Linked DNA regions of Cricetulus griseus: region 1 is linked to region 2. A link is a contact called in public Hi-C data. All regions are on one chromosome and are shown on one strand. The core of a region is the stretch at or near the end of the contact, and the rest is flanking DNA. Distances in the headings are between cores, read along the strand shown.

What was found. Hi-C and Micro-C count contacts between places; a contact is called where the count stands out from the background.
Region 1: a contact with region 2 is called in a Hi-C map of the CHO-K1 cell line, with 8 times the contacts expected there. The contact joins the enhancer-like site here to the promoter of Klf6 in region 2. A contact is called at or near these places in 3 of 8 Hi-C or Micro-C datasets (the CHO-K1 cell line and fibroblasts).

What each region holds. Positions count from the first base shown.
Region 1 is chr3:231,110,363-231,116,295 of CriGri-PICRH-1.0, reverse strand. No RefSeq gene overlaps it. Among named protein-coding and RNA genes, the nearest start is that of Pitrm1, 74 kb to the left of the region's middle. Within about 2 kb of position 1,720, at least 2 of the 6 cell types and tissues checked have open chromatin away from gene starts, as enhancers often do. A contact at or near this core is called in the CHO-K1 cell line and fibroblasts, where this site is marked.
Region 2 is chr3:230,516,695-230,522,920 of CriGri-PICRH-1.0, reverse strand. It overlaps Klf6 (Krueppel-like factor 6), which reads right to left and starts at 3,218. Exons shown (of 4, transcript XM_027405085.2): 1 at 2,892-3,218; 2 at 1-3. The coding sequence starts at 3,095.

The sequences.
Region 1 (5,933 bases), core at 471-2,970, 590 kb before region 2:
CTTTCATGATAAACAAAATCTTTTATTGAACAAAGCCTCATGAAGTGTGGGTCTCAAAGCACTTAAAGGGACTGGAATATTTATCTAACCTTTGCATCCTGTGCATTCAGATGCTCCAAACTAGGCCACTCTCAACCACTTAGCTTGGCAAAGCATTTCACATGAGCTGACCTAGTTCTTAAAGCCTCTCCCTTTCAGGAGCCAAACTTCTAACTTCAAAAGTACTGTGCACTGCAGAGCTAACTTTGGATTACCAAGTGTCTACGTGGCTAACTGTGATACATGCTGAAAACATACTTGCAGATGTTGTTTCTATTCTTGCCTCAGGGGTCAGGCACTTCTTTACCTGTTGGTTCACTCCCATAAGCCAAAACATTGCCTGTAAGAGGGCACTGAAGCATAAATGATGCATAGTCCCTTACTGAGTAAAGAGTCTATGCTCCTCTCCGACCATGGAGATCAGACAAGGACTGGGGTGCTCCACGCTGGAGAATTCTGGAGGTTGGAGTATGGAATTCCTCTTCAGTTTCTGTGAGAGTGAAAACCAAGAGAAATCTCAACACCCTTAATACTTTTGATGGAGCCTGGGTTGTGAAGGGACATATGGGCACATGACAATGCAAGCTCATTCCTAACACTAAGGAGGATATAAGGATGAGACATCACAGTATTAATAATTGCTGCAAAGATTGGATGCCGTGTGTAGCCCAGTTCAGCCAGTCTATGAGCTCAGATGTATGAACTCGGGATGCTGGTATGGAGAGAGGAAGGCCTGGCTGTGGAAAAAACATGGCTTCAGAGACGGCTTGAAGATATCATCAAGACAATGAAGCGACAAAGCAAGAGTCAAGGCCACTTGAGTGGGACTTAACGATTTCTTTAAAGTTCGTCTTGTGATCTTGGAGAGGATGCATGTAATGGAAAGGAACAGGTAAAACAGCTGAAGTAACTTCCTGGGGTGCATAATCTCTCTGGTGAATGACTTTAGTGCTCCCTGTCTCTGGGTGAATTGTGATGACATGATGCACAGACAGAGGGCCGACTGGGTGCTCTCAGCTCTCTGTCTCTGAACTCCAGACCTTAGCACAGTCAGGCCAAATGAAAGGTATAGGATGGTGATTAGGCTGACTGACTTCATTTCTTCATTCTCATTGCTAAATTATCATTCCAGTTAAGGTTTTTCAAAACTTAGACTTCCAGTTGACTGGAATCCAGCAGTCTTGAGCCCACAGAGGCTGTGAAACTGCCTGAGTTCTGGTAGGTTTGATGCACTTTCATTAATAAGAACCATTGCTCTCTACAAAGCAATTTCAAAAGCAACCACCCAGTTTATGTTATAGAGAAATTTAGTTGGTGTCGGATGAAGTTGTTAAAATATTTTGTAAAAGAGTAGGGAATAGGCTGTCACTTTCTTTTTAAAAAAATCAATTTATTGCACACAAATGAGGCCCAGTGGGATGGATAGCACAGTGCACAGTACTGAGAGAGGAAGTAAGCATTCTTTCTCTCTGCAGGAGGCTGGATACACAGGATAGAGGGCTAGTTAGACAGCATGCTAATATACGACAAAGAGGAAAGAGGGTTCAGGAATGGTGCAGTTGATTATACGCTTTCTCTGTAAGCATGAGGACCCAGATTTGATCCTCAGAAGCGTGTAAAAAGCCAGACATTGACCCAGAGAAATGACTCAGTGGTTAAGAATGCATACTGTGCTTGCAGAGGCCTGGAGTTTGGCTTCTAACACCCACGCAGTGTGACTTACAACTGCCTGTAACTCCACCTCTAGAAGAGCTGGCATTCTCTTCTGGTCTCCGTGGGAACCTGAACCATTATGCATATATCTACATACAGCCACACACATACAGTATGCAGTACGTACATAATTAAAAACAAAACACATTAAAAAAGGCCGGAGGTCATGGAATGTGCTAGTGATTTCAGCCATGGGCAGACAGTGACAGACAGGTCTGCTAGCTGAATGGATAAGCTTCAGGATGAGAGACGTTGTCTCAGAAAGATGGACAGCACTGTTCTCTGGCTTCCACAAGCACATTCTCCCCTCTCAACACTCACACACAAAAGAAAAATGAGAGGCATTGCAGTGCTATAAAGTAGAACAGGTAATGTGTGCCACTTGTTTATTTGTTGGTTTGGTACTGGGAATGCAACCCAAGGATCCAAAGCATTGGAGGCATACTGACTGACACCCCAGTTCATTTTCAACTATTTTAATTCAGCCATTAAATTATCAACTGTACAAAAGGCCCCTGCTTTATAAATAACATCCATATGTACATATTGGATGCAATTAGTGTATATATATATTATGTATTAGGATATATATCAACATACACATACATATATATGTACGAGAGAGAGAGAGAGAGAGAGAGAGAGAGAGAGAGAGAGAGAGAGAGAGAGAGAGAGAGAGAGAGAGAAAGAGAGAGGGCACATATGACAAAGGCTTTTTGAACAGTGATGGGGTAGTAATAAATTTTACAATAATTCAATCATCATTTGACCTTTCTGGTGTAAAAAAAATTCTTTTTGTTCATGTTGATGTCCGAGAAATTCAATAAATAAAGTTCAGAGAGGCTTGATTCCCGTGGTTTGCTGGGAGCAATGGCATTGGCCGTATTGTTTTTTACCCTGCAGCAGCAATGGTCACAGAGTGGGGTGCGTTTCTGAGACTGGCTGGCCCTCCTCCAGCTTTTTCTTTCTGAGAAGCAGAAGAGTGGACAGGTCTGATGTAGCTGAGGCTGGTTGTGTGCAGTTTCAGAATGTTATCAGACTGCTACCTAAAGTTTGCAGAAGACAGAAACGGTCACTCACATGTTTGAAGAGTTTGCTTCCCTGGTCACAACACTCCACTCTCAGCTGACTCCAAGACTACGTCTACCATTTTTCCTTTAGTCTTCATTATCAGAGACCCAAATGTAAAGGTTACACTCAGTCATCTTCCATAGAGTTGTGTAGTTGCATGAAATGCTAAGTGTACCAAATTGTTTTCATTCTGATCAAGAGTGAGTGAGTCAAGCTGGAAATGTAGCTCTGCGATAGAATGCTTGCTTAGCATGTGCATGTCTGAGTTCCATACCCAGCACTGCAAAAGATGTGCATATATAAGTGGTTTATGGAAATGTTCTCAGGGTCCTCTTTTTGTTCCATGAAAAGTTCTGTGGCTGTGTTAATGTGGACATCTTTGATTTAACAATGATCACTCTCCTCATCAAAGAATTATTGTGTGAAATGATGAGATCCATGGGTCCATCCCTGCCTCAGATCTCAGAGATTTTCTAATATGGTGGACTAGCACTTCCAAAGCCAGCCATAGCTTATGAATCCCAGCACAGAAAGGATGCTACTTCATGCTCAGATGTAGCTACATCTGGACAGTGCAAGGCACTAGCTTCTGGACTTCACCACAAAGAGACATGGACTTGCCAGGGACAGCTATGAAGGTTCAGGGCTGCTCAAGTCAGTTAGGGTATAGAGGGGAGGCCATGAAGACAGCTAGCTGCCTTGGGCCACATTGTCCTAGAATTCTAAAGCCCACTTTGTTTGAAATGAGTTGTTTTAATGTAGAGTCTCTCCAATGTGTTTATGGAGCCACCCAAAAATCAATATGTCCGTGTTTCCTCCTTCTCCTCCTCTTCCTCCTTTTGCTTTTTTCATATCCTATGGTATTAGATTAGACCCCGATTTTAGAGAGAAACTTATAGATGTCATACAGACCATCAGTGGTGCCAGAAGGAGTCCTTTCTCAATATTTGTAAAGTTGTGAGTTGTAAAATTGCTTTATCGGACATTTGTGAACACTGAGGAAGAAGGACGAGGAGGGAGAGGGAGGGAAGGATGGAGGAAGGGAGGATATGGAGAAAATGAGGGAAGGAGAGAGGGAAGAAAGGGAGAAGGAAAGAGTAAAGGGAAAAAGGGAGTGAGGGAGGGAGAAGGGGTGAGTCAGCAACTAGAACAGATAAATTTTAAATGTGATACATGTGATAAAGTATAGAATAACCTATTTTGTATAATTGTATATATATGTATTATGTTCTAAACATCTAAATGTGCCCCACACCCAACTTTACCCTATAAATAAGACATTATTAAATCACAAAGTTTTAAAAACATTTCGAAAATATGTGTTATGCATTAAGGCTTATATAGATGCATGTGTGTACCTATATGTGGAGATCAGTCTAGGTGTCCATCCTCAGCCACTCTCCATGTTGCTATTTGAGGTAAGAATTCTCACAGAAACCTGGAGTTTGCAGAGCAGGCTAGACCAGCTACAGCAAGCTCCAGACACCCTCCAGGTTTCCACCTTTCCACTGCTGGCATTATAGGTAAATGCCACCATGCCCAGCTTTTTATGTAGCTTCTGGGGGTTAAACTCTGGTTACCATGCTTGGAAGATGAATGTTTCATTAGCTGAGCCATCCTAGACTTTCAGTACTTTTTCTAGTGCTAAATAACTTATTCACTAACAGAAACTGTGTTTTCAATAAGATTGTTCTCAATAAGCATGACCACTATTTCTTTTTTTCCATCCAGCGAGCATCATCCTTTATAAGAAGGCACAGAGCTTTGTGCAGTTTTATTCTAAATATGATGAAGGGGTCAACAGAGCAGAGAAAGGGAAGGCAAGCCAGGTGCTGGAGGAAGTAGATATGAGATTCTTGTTCCTCTGTTTCATTTCATGACTGAGCATCTGCAGCAGTGAAGGTATGACCTTTTTAGCTTTAGAGCCTGCTTTCCCTTTATTAGGTTAAATTGTCAGTTCTCAATATATCCATTCTCATGATGTTCTGCAAATCTATTCTTATTTTTATTTTAAGAGAGGACTTATTTCCCAATGTATTTGCTTGACACAAGCCTTTGAGTAGGGCAGTTTGCAAAGATTTGTTCTCACTGATTTCTTTCACCAGAGAGCAACTAGCAGTCTGGAGAATGTTTAATGCAGCCGTGACTCAGCTCTTATTTTGCTGTGGTTTCTGTTCAGGGACCTGCTAGGGTATCTATTTTTTTTTCCTTCATAGAAACCAAGGAGTGTTTTGGGGAAAATAACATGGGTAGGTGTGGTCCGTGGACTCAGAGATCTACCAACACCCATTTTAGTTTAGGAACATTGAAAACATTTTCACTTCCCACTGTTCAGTGTTGAGTTTGAAAATTAGAATCTTGTGGGTGGAATAGTGCTTTCTTATTTGCCTTCTCATCTTTGCATAGATGAGCCCCAGAGTAAAATACTCCAGAAAACAGAGCTCCATAAAACATGTATTTGAATTCTGAACTTTGGGAAGGATGCTGTTTCTGAGTGGATAGAAAGGAGTGATGATGGAAGTCATCAGTTACTTGATTGAGTGCAATTTCCCAAAAAGAGTGAATCTGACTTAATTTGGCTAAAATATAATGTTTGCTTTGAAACTTCAGAAACAGAAGTATTTTCTAAAAAGGAATCTAGCTAACCAATCTGACTTCTTTATCATGACATTTTCTTCATAGAAAGCACAGATGATCTTGAAACATCCAAATAATTGGGGTGAAAACTTGAGCAATCTCTAAGTTATGAAAGCAGACAGTTTTTAGAGGCAAAGTGGTTCGTGGGTTGCTAAGTCAATATAACAACCGGCATTTACTGGGTAGATTTAATTTCTCCAAACTCTGTGATAGTATATAAGTCTTAGATAAATCTTTGCTACAAAATTCTAGTGAGAAGATCTGATTAAATGCTATCTCTCCATTTCTACTTTCAGTTAATAAGTTTTTTTCAGAACTGGCATCAAGTTTCCTCAAAGCACTAAAAATATAACTATCGTGTGGTTGTTACAGCACTTCTGGGTATAAACCCAAAGGACTTTAAGTCAACACACCACAGAGATCTTCATGTAACCATGTTTATTGAGCACAATAGCCAAGTTATGCAATCAGAC
Region 2 (6,226 bases), core at 1,969-4,468:
GGTCTGTGCAGAATGAACCACAAAAAGGCACGTGATTGTTACGACTACTGAAAGTGGAACTGAAAGCACATAGAAAAAAAAAAAGAAAGAAAGAAAACATGCAACAAAGAACAAATAAATTATTTCTGGGCCACGTACTATGGGCCAAAGTCTTCTGTAATGGGAATCTATTTCCTCATGAATGCTAGAGAAAAGCTGTTTCTAGGAATACGAAGGAAAAGCAGAGGTAAAGCCTCTCTTGGTTTCTTCAGTGTTGGACCAATGGCCACAATGAGTGATGATCACTGGGCCTGTTTTGTTGTTATAGTTACAAGTGTTGACATTGCTAATGAGGATCCTGGTAAACCACACAAAGAAAATCAGCCTTCCACACATCACACCCCCTCCCACCAACCTAACAGGTTTAACCAGATCGTTTGACATTCTCTAGAACCAGGAGCATCACTGAGAGCCCCAGCCATCCACAAGTATTCACACAACAGGACAGAAAGATTGCACAGCACACAGTATGGTCTGAAGACCCCCCCACCCCTTAGGGACACAGCTGACAATATAGGGCTGGCTGTAGTCAGAGAGCAGACAGCAGATCTGTCTGTATTCAGGGACATCAATAGATTGGAAGAGAACCCTCCCATGTCCTGTGTAACTAAGACCTAGGATATATATATATATATATACATATATATCTACGTATATTTTTAAATGTCATTTCCCAAGTACAGGGCTGTGGATACCACCAAACTTTAATGATTTCTTCACTGTGGTCAGAAGGAAACAAGAAACCTCAACAACACAAGTGGAGGAATTCTTCCAGAATGGCCATCTGCTATTGTAAAGGATGGAAAGGGGAAATTACTCCCTGGCCCTTCTGGGAGTCCCACAATGAACAAGGACTTTATCTCCTGGCCAAGAGTACAACAGTATGAGTCATCACTCCTATTTCTTTCACGCAATGCCAAAGGAGACTTCCTTTTGAAATTCTGACCAGCAGCCAAATAAGGACCCGGCTCAAATATACATGCAGTGTGCCATGGACAGGGTGCCCCTTCCCCAGCCCCGCAACCAACCTTTCAAGGAGCTACACAACTGCAGAGATCAGCATCCCCTCTCCCCACCATTTCAAACTTTCTAGCCACTGGAAAAGAAAAATGGTAGGAAACATTTTAGGATTAAATTATGTCGGCCCTGATTTTTCACTAGGCTTGCCTGCATGCCCATATAAGGATGTCTGTGCCGCTGACTATTCCATTCTACAGATAGAAATTTCGAAACCAAACTGCAACAAATTGTTATCAGGGTACAGACCATCTTGAGCACAGCCTACCAGCAAAAGGGCTAATGCTTACTAAACAATGCCTTCTATCACACTATACAGAGATCCTAATCCCTCCCTGTAGATGCTTCACACAGCAAGCAGGCACAAGTCAAAGGGGGGGGGGGTGGAGTGGGGGGTTCTTGTTTTCTCTTTCCCCCCAAAATTCGATGTCTGTTACAGTGCACACAGTATTCTGAATCGAGGTGGTGATACATATTATTGATGTTCCAAAGAAAAGGCGAGCACATTTATGAAGATCTTGTTAAACTTTAATCAACTGGCTAATTTAAAATCTCCATTATGCTGATGAGCAGTGGGGACCTGATCCCAGCTCTCTGGGAGTTTAAAAGGCTCTGAAGGGGACCAGGAGCCAAGTCTGGCTTGTTGCCCAAATCCCAAATGCCTAAAGGAAACTACTAAGATCAATTTCAATCACGTCCCAGGGAGCAGCTTCTTTGAGGAGGAAAAACCAGGAGGGGGAGAAGAAGGCAGGAGAGGATTGTGAACAATTAAGCCGGCATGTGGAGGTTTCAGCCAGCACTTCGCTTTTCATGCGTTTTAAAGGCAGGGAGGTTGTGAAACCCACAGAATATATTTCATCTGCTAATTCACTTGGAGGAAAAAAAAAAAAAAAAGCCAGCCCAGAAGGGTAGAGAGACATCCACCAAACCATCGTTTTAGAGACAATGGTAAAAAGTGTTCGAGACTGTCACGCCATTAAGGGAATCCTAAGACTTAGAATGGGGGGCGGGGGGGGGGGCTTTTATTTCCGTTGCCCCAAATTCTAGTTCCATTAAAATGCCGGAAATCGAGATCTTTTTCTTCCCCAAAGTAAGACCCGAAGCAATTAGGAATGGACTCATTGTCATATGACTGACAAGTCACTTGTGTGCAAACAGCCCCCCCCCCCACACACACCCGCCGCGCAGTCAACAAGAAAAGCAGGTAAGAAAAACAAGGCAGACATTGGCGAATGTAAGAATTTATCCAGAAGGAAAAGAAACTGCAAATGGCCTTGAGTTAAAAAAAAAAAAAGCTGCTGCGTTCCGCAGGCGAAATATTATACTTTAAAACACTGGGTGTACAAACATCAAAACAAAACAAAATCTTTAAATCAAATCTTTTGGCAGTAAAGGCAAGCTCGTTCATATGACAAAGTCCAGCTGTGGAGTTTGGAGCTGGTACAAGCCCCAAACTTGTGCCAACGGCTCCGGTCTGAATTCGGCAGAGAAATCTTGGGTTCCCTCCCCTCAGGTGGATGCCGCTTGGAAGCTCGGAATTAGCAAAAACAGAAAAATAAATAAAGAAATAAAGAAAAACGTTCCGGGAACAAGAGCTCGCCTCCACACAAATGACAACTCTAGTCCTAGCCGCCGAAGGCTCGCTTTACTGTGCCTTCATCATTTCAGGCAACAGAAGGGCATCTTAAGATCATTACTTTATTTTTTTAAATTAGGCAAACGCTAATCATTATTTAAAAGATGCACTTCCAAGCACACACCATCTTGCCTGCGCCTCCGCGAGACTCCCTTCTCGGCGCACCGGGCACGTGAAGAAAAAAAAAATCCGTATTTACCTGTTGCCAATATTCCTCCAGGGACGGCAGAGCCGAGAAGTAGCCCGTTTCGTGAACAATCTGTAGTTCCTGGAAGATGCTACACATTGGGAGCACATCCATGTCGGGTTGGAAAAGACAGTCCTCGCTGTCGGGAAAACAGGGAGGAGAGCGATCAGGAGTCGGAGCAGAAACTGTCCCCGGGAGCGCAGGTGAAAGTTTCATGCAAACTGGATGGCGCTGCAATCGGACGCCGGGTCCGGACCCTCCCGCAGCCCGCAGCGCGCCGAGCCCACGCAATATTTGCAAACAGCGGACTGACTGCAAGCGTAACCCCTGCAAAACTTCCCTATTCAAAGCTCCGCTGCCAGCCTCCCCCCTCCTCCCCCGCTTGGCTCCCCCCACTCCTCCTCCCCCACGTGACCAGCTTGGAGCTCCGCCCCCAGTGATACCCAATCCGGCCGCGCCTGTCCCGGGGGCAGCGCGACGATGATGTCAGCTTGCACCAATCGCCGGTGCGGACACAAGGCGGCCCCGCCTGGCGTGACCGAGCCTCTCCATTACGGGCCTCTCTATTGGTGCAATTCGAACTCGGCCTGAGTTGATTGGGAAGACGACTCGCAGGCTATTTTTAGCAGGGTATAAATGGCGAGGGCTACGAGGCGCCGAAGGAGTCGGCGCTGGGAGGTGCACGGCCGAACGCCGCAAATGTGCGGCCGGAGAATGTGCGGCCGGAGCTGGAGGAACCTGGCCGGGGCAATCCAGCACCTGTCCCCGCCGCCCAGCCGCCCGGTTCCACCTTCTGATCCCGTCACCCGGACCGGGACCCAGCAAAACAAGGGAGCTGATATCTGCCCGGTCCCCTTATTTCACTTCATCCGTCCCTCTGTGCTCGATGCCGGTGTCCCCTGATCCTTCCCTCACCCTCCATTCTGCTTGGTCCCCTGATTTCTCTCTTTGTCCGGAATCCTCTCCATACTCAGAGATACTGAGGTGGCCGGAGTGGGCGCAAACAGGCCCGCGGATCCCTGTGTAGTGATGGGACCGTAGGAACAAACAGCAGGGGAACTTGGTGCACTAGAGTCCCTGTATGGTAATTTCTGTCTGGATCCCTGGGAGGGGGCTGAAGGGATCCCGAGACTCGCTCGTTCTCCAAAATAACCCACACTTGGGAGCACCCAGAAAGAGCCTTACCTGACCCGTGGGTTAGTTACACTCAGATTCTCTGGAATGAATTTTATCTATTGGAAGTTGTAAGCGCAGCTTTTAAGATAGCACCCCAAACAACCCGATTGGGCTTTAGCAAGCTCACACGGATGACCTGGCACCACCCCAAGTTGGATTGCTAGGCATCTCCAGCTTAAAAATGCCCTTGCGCTTGATGCACGGCTCTCATTCTAATATGATACAGATTCTGCTGTATATGGGGTAGAAATCTGTTTATCTTGCGGAAGGCAGGCTCCAAGATGCCTCACCAGGTTAGCAGGCTTTCCCGAGGATGTGTAAACAATTTAAATTAAGCTGAAGCTGACATTAATTTCTGTTCATATAAATTGTCTCCTAAAGCACACCATGATGTTCATTTAAAAAATGAAGACTGAGCAACTATATTTTTGAGTAAAACAACAACAACAGCAAAAACCAATTATGACAACTTCAAAAGTAATACTTAATGAATAGTATCCTTTTAAACATAAACTATGTAAAATAATTTTAGAAGATTTTTCGTATTTAATTTTAGAAGTCTAAACAGATGCATGTACCAGAACTGTAAGCTTATAAGGTTCTTAGGTGGGCATACTTAATGAGTGCTAAGTTGGGAAAAGCTATCTTTCCAAAAAAAGAAGAAGAATGCGTATTGTTTGGAATACATGAAGGTGACCATTGGCCTTCATTCATCCCATTTACCCTAGTGACAAAGAGGCAAACCTGTCCCTCTCTGAGTTATGTGTTTATATTTTGTTTCCAGGAAGGGAATGGAAATGGCTTTAGGACACACATACATAGGGTGAACTAACTTCCCAGCGAAGCCCTTATATGGACCTAGAGCTTTATAATTAGTAGCAAGCTTATGCCTTTGGAATTAACAAAGGAAGCAAGAATCAGATCAAATCTATGAATGAAAGCCAACATGACAGTACACATGGTAAAGGATGAGGTGAAAGTATATGACACTAAGTGAAGGCCTTAATAAAGCATGGAGGAGTCTGTAATTCCTTAGGGGTGTCATAATGAAGATATTGAAACTTCCCTTGCTGGATAGAGAATTAGTCATCATTTTCACACAGTCCCTTACATTCCTATAGAATGCCAAAATTTCTCCTTGTCTCTTACAAGCACTGCCAGTTAAATAGAAGATTTGCATAGTTTATTTTTACAAGACTGGATTTAATTGGACATTAATAGAGATACAATCAAAACTGTGACTTTCAGAAAAAAATTAGTGTAAAAGTAGAGTACATTCATCCCCTGAATGAATTCCAAGTAGAATAAACTGTGTGACTTCCTGCTGCTCCCATTAGGCATTCAGCACATATTATTCACATCCTGTGACTGGCCAGGTACACATAGATTTACAAAGCAGGCAAAAGTCCATGTCATAGTTGGGGTAAGGGGCAGGGCTCCAAAGACGTTTGAATGCTTGTATTCCTGAGCATTTAACTATTGATGGGAAAACAGTTTTGGCTTCGTATGCAAGAAGGACTATCCATGTGATCCGAGTATTACAAATGATGTCTGATTTTTTTTGTGGGGGGCGGGGTTTCGAGAAAGGGTTTCTCTGTGGCTTTGGAGGCTGTCCTGGATCTAGCTCTTGTAGACCAGGCTGGTCTCGAACTCACAGAGATCTGCCTGCCTCTGCCTCCAGGGTGCTGGGATTAAAGGTGTGAGCCACCAACACCAGGGCCAATGATGTCTGATTTTTAAACTGCCTAACAGAAACACATAGGTCAGAGGCATTCAGATGGGGAAGTATGGATGGAAGAAAAGCATGACTTTAAACTATCCATAAATTTGGCCTTGGCCAGTATATCTGAAGAGAAAAAAAGTTCATCTGGTCTGATGAAAATATCCATAGAATCTCAGCTGTTTGAGAGACTGAGGCAAAAGAGCAAGGCTTGCCTGCTCTACAGAGTGAGTTCAAGGTTAGTCTGGGAAACTTGATGAGACTGTTTCAAAAGTCTTAAACAACTTTTGAAAACAGTAAGAAAGGGGCTGAGGATACACCAGTGGTAGAGTGCTTCTGGGAATCACAATGCCTACCATCCCCAAACCACTATACAAGCTGTGGCTGCCTATGTTTACTAGGGGGTCCCCAGTATCTGGTTTTGTGCTTCTTCTAGTGTATCTTTCTGTGC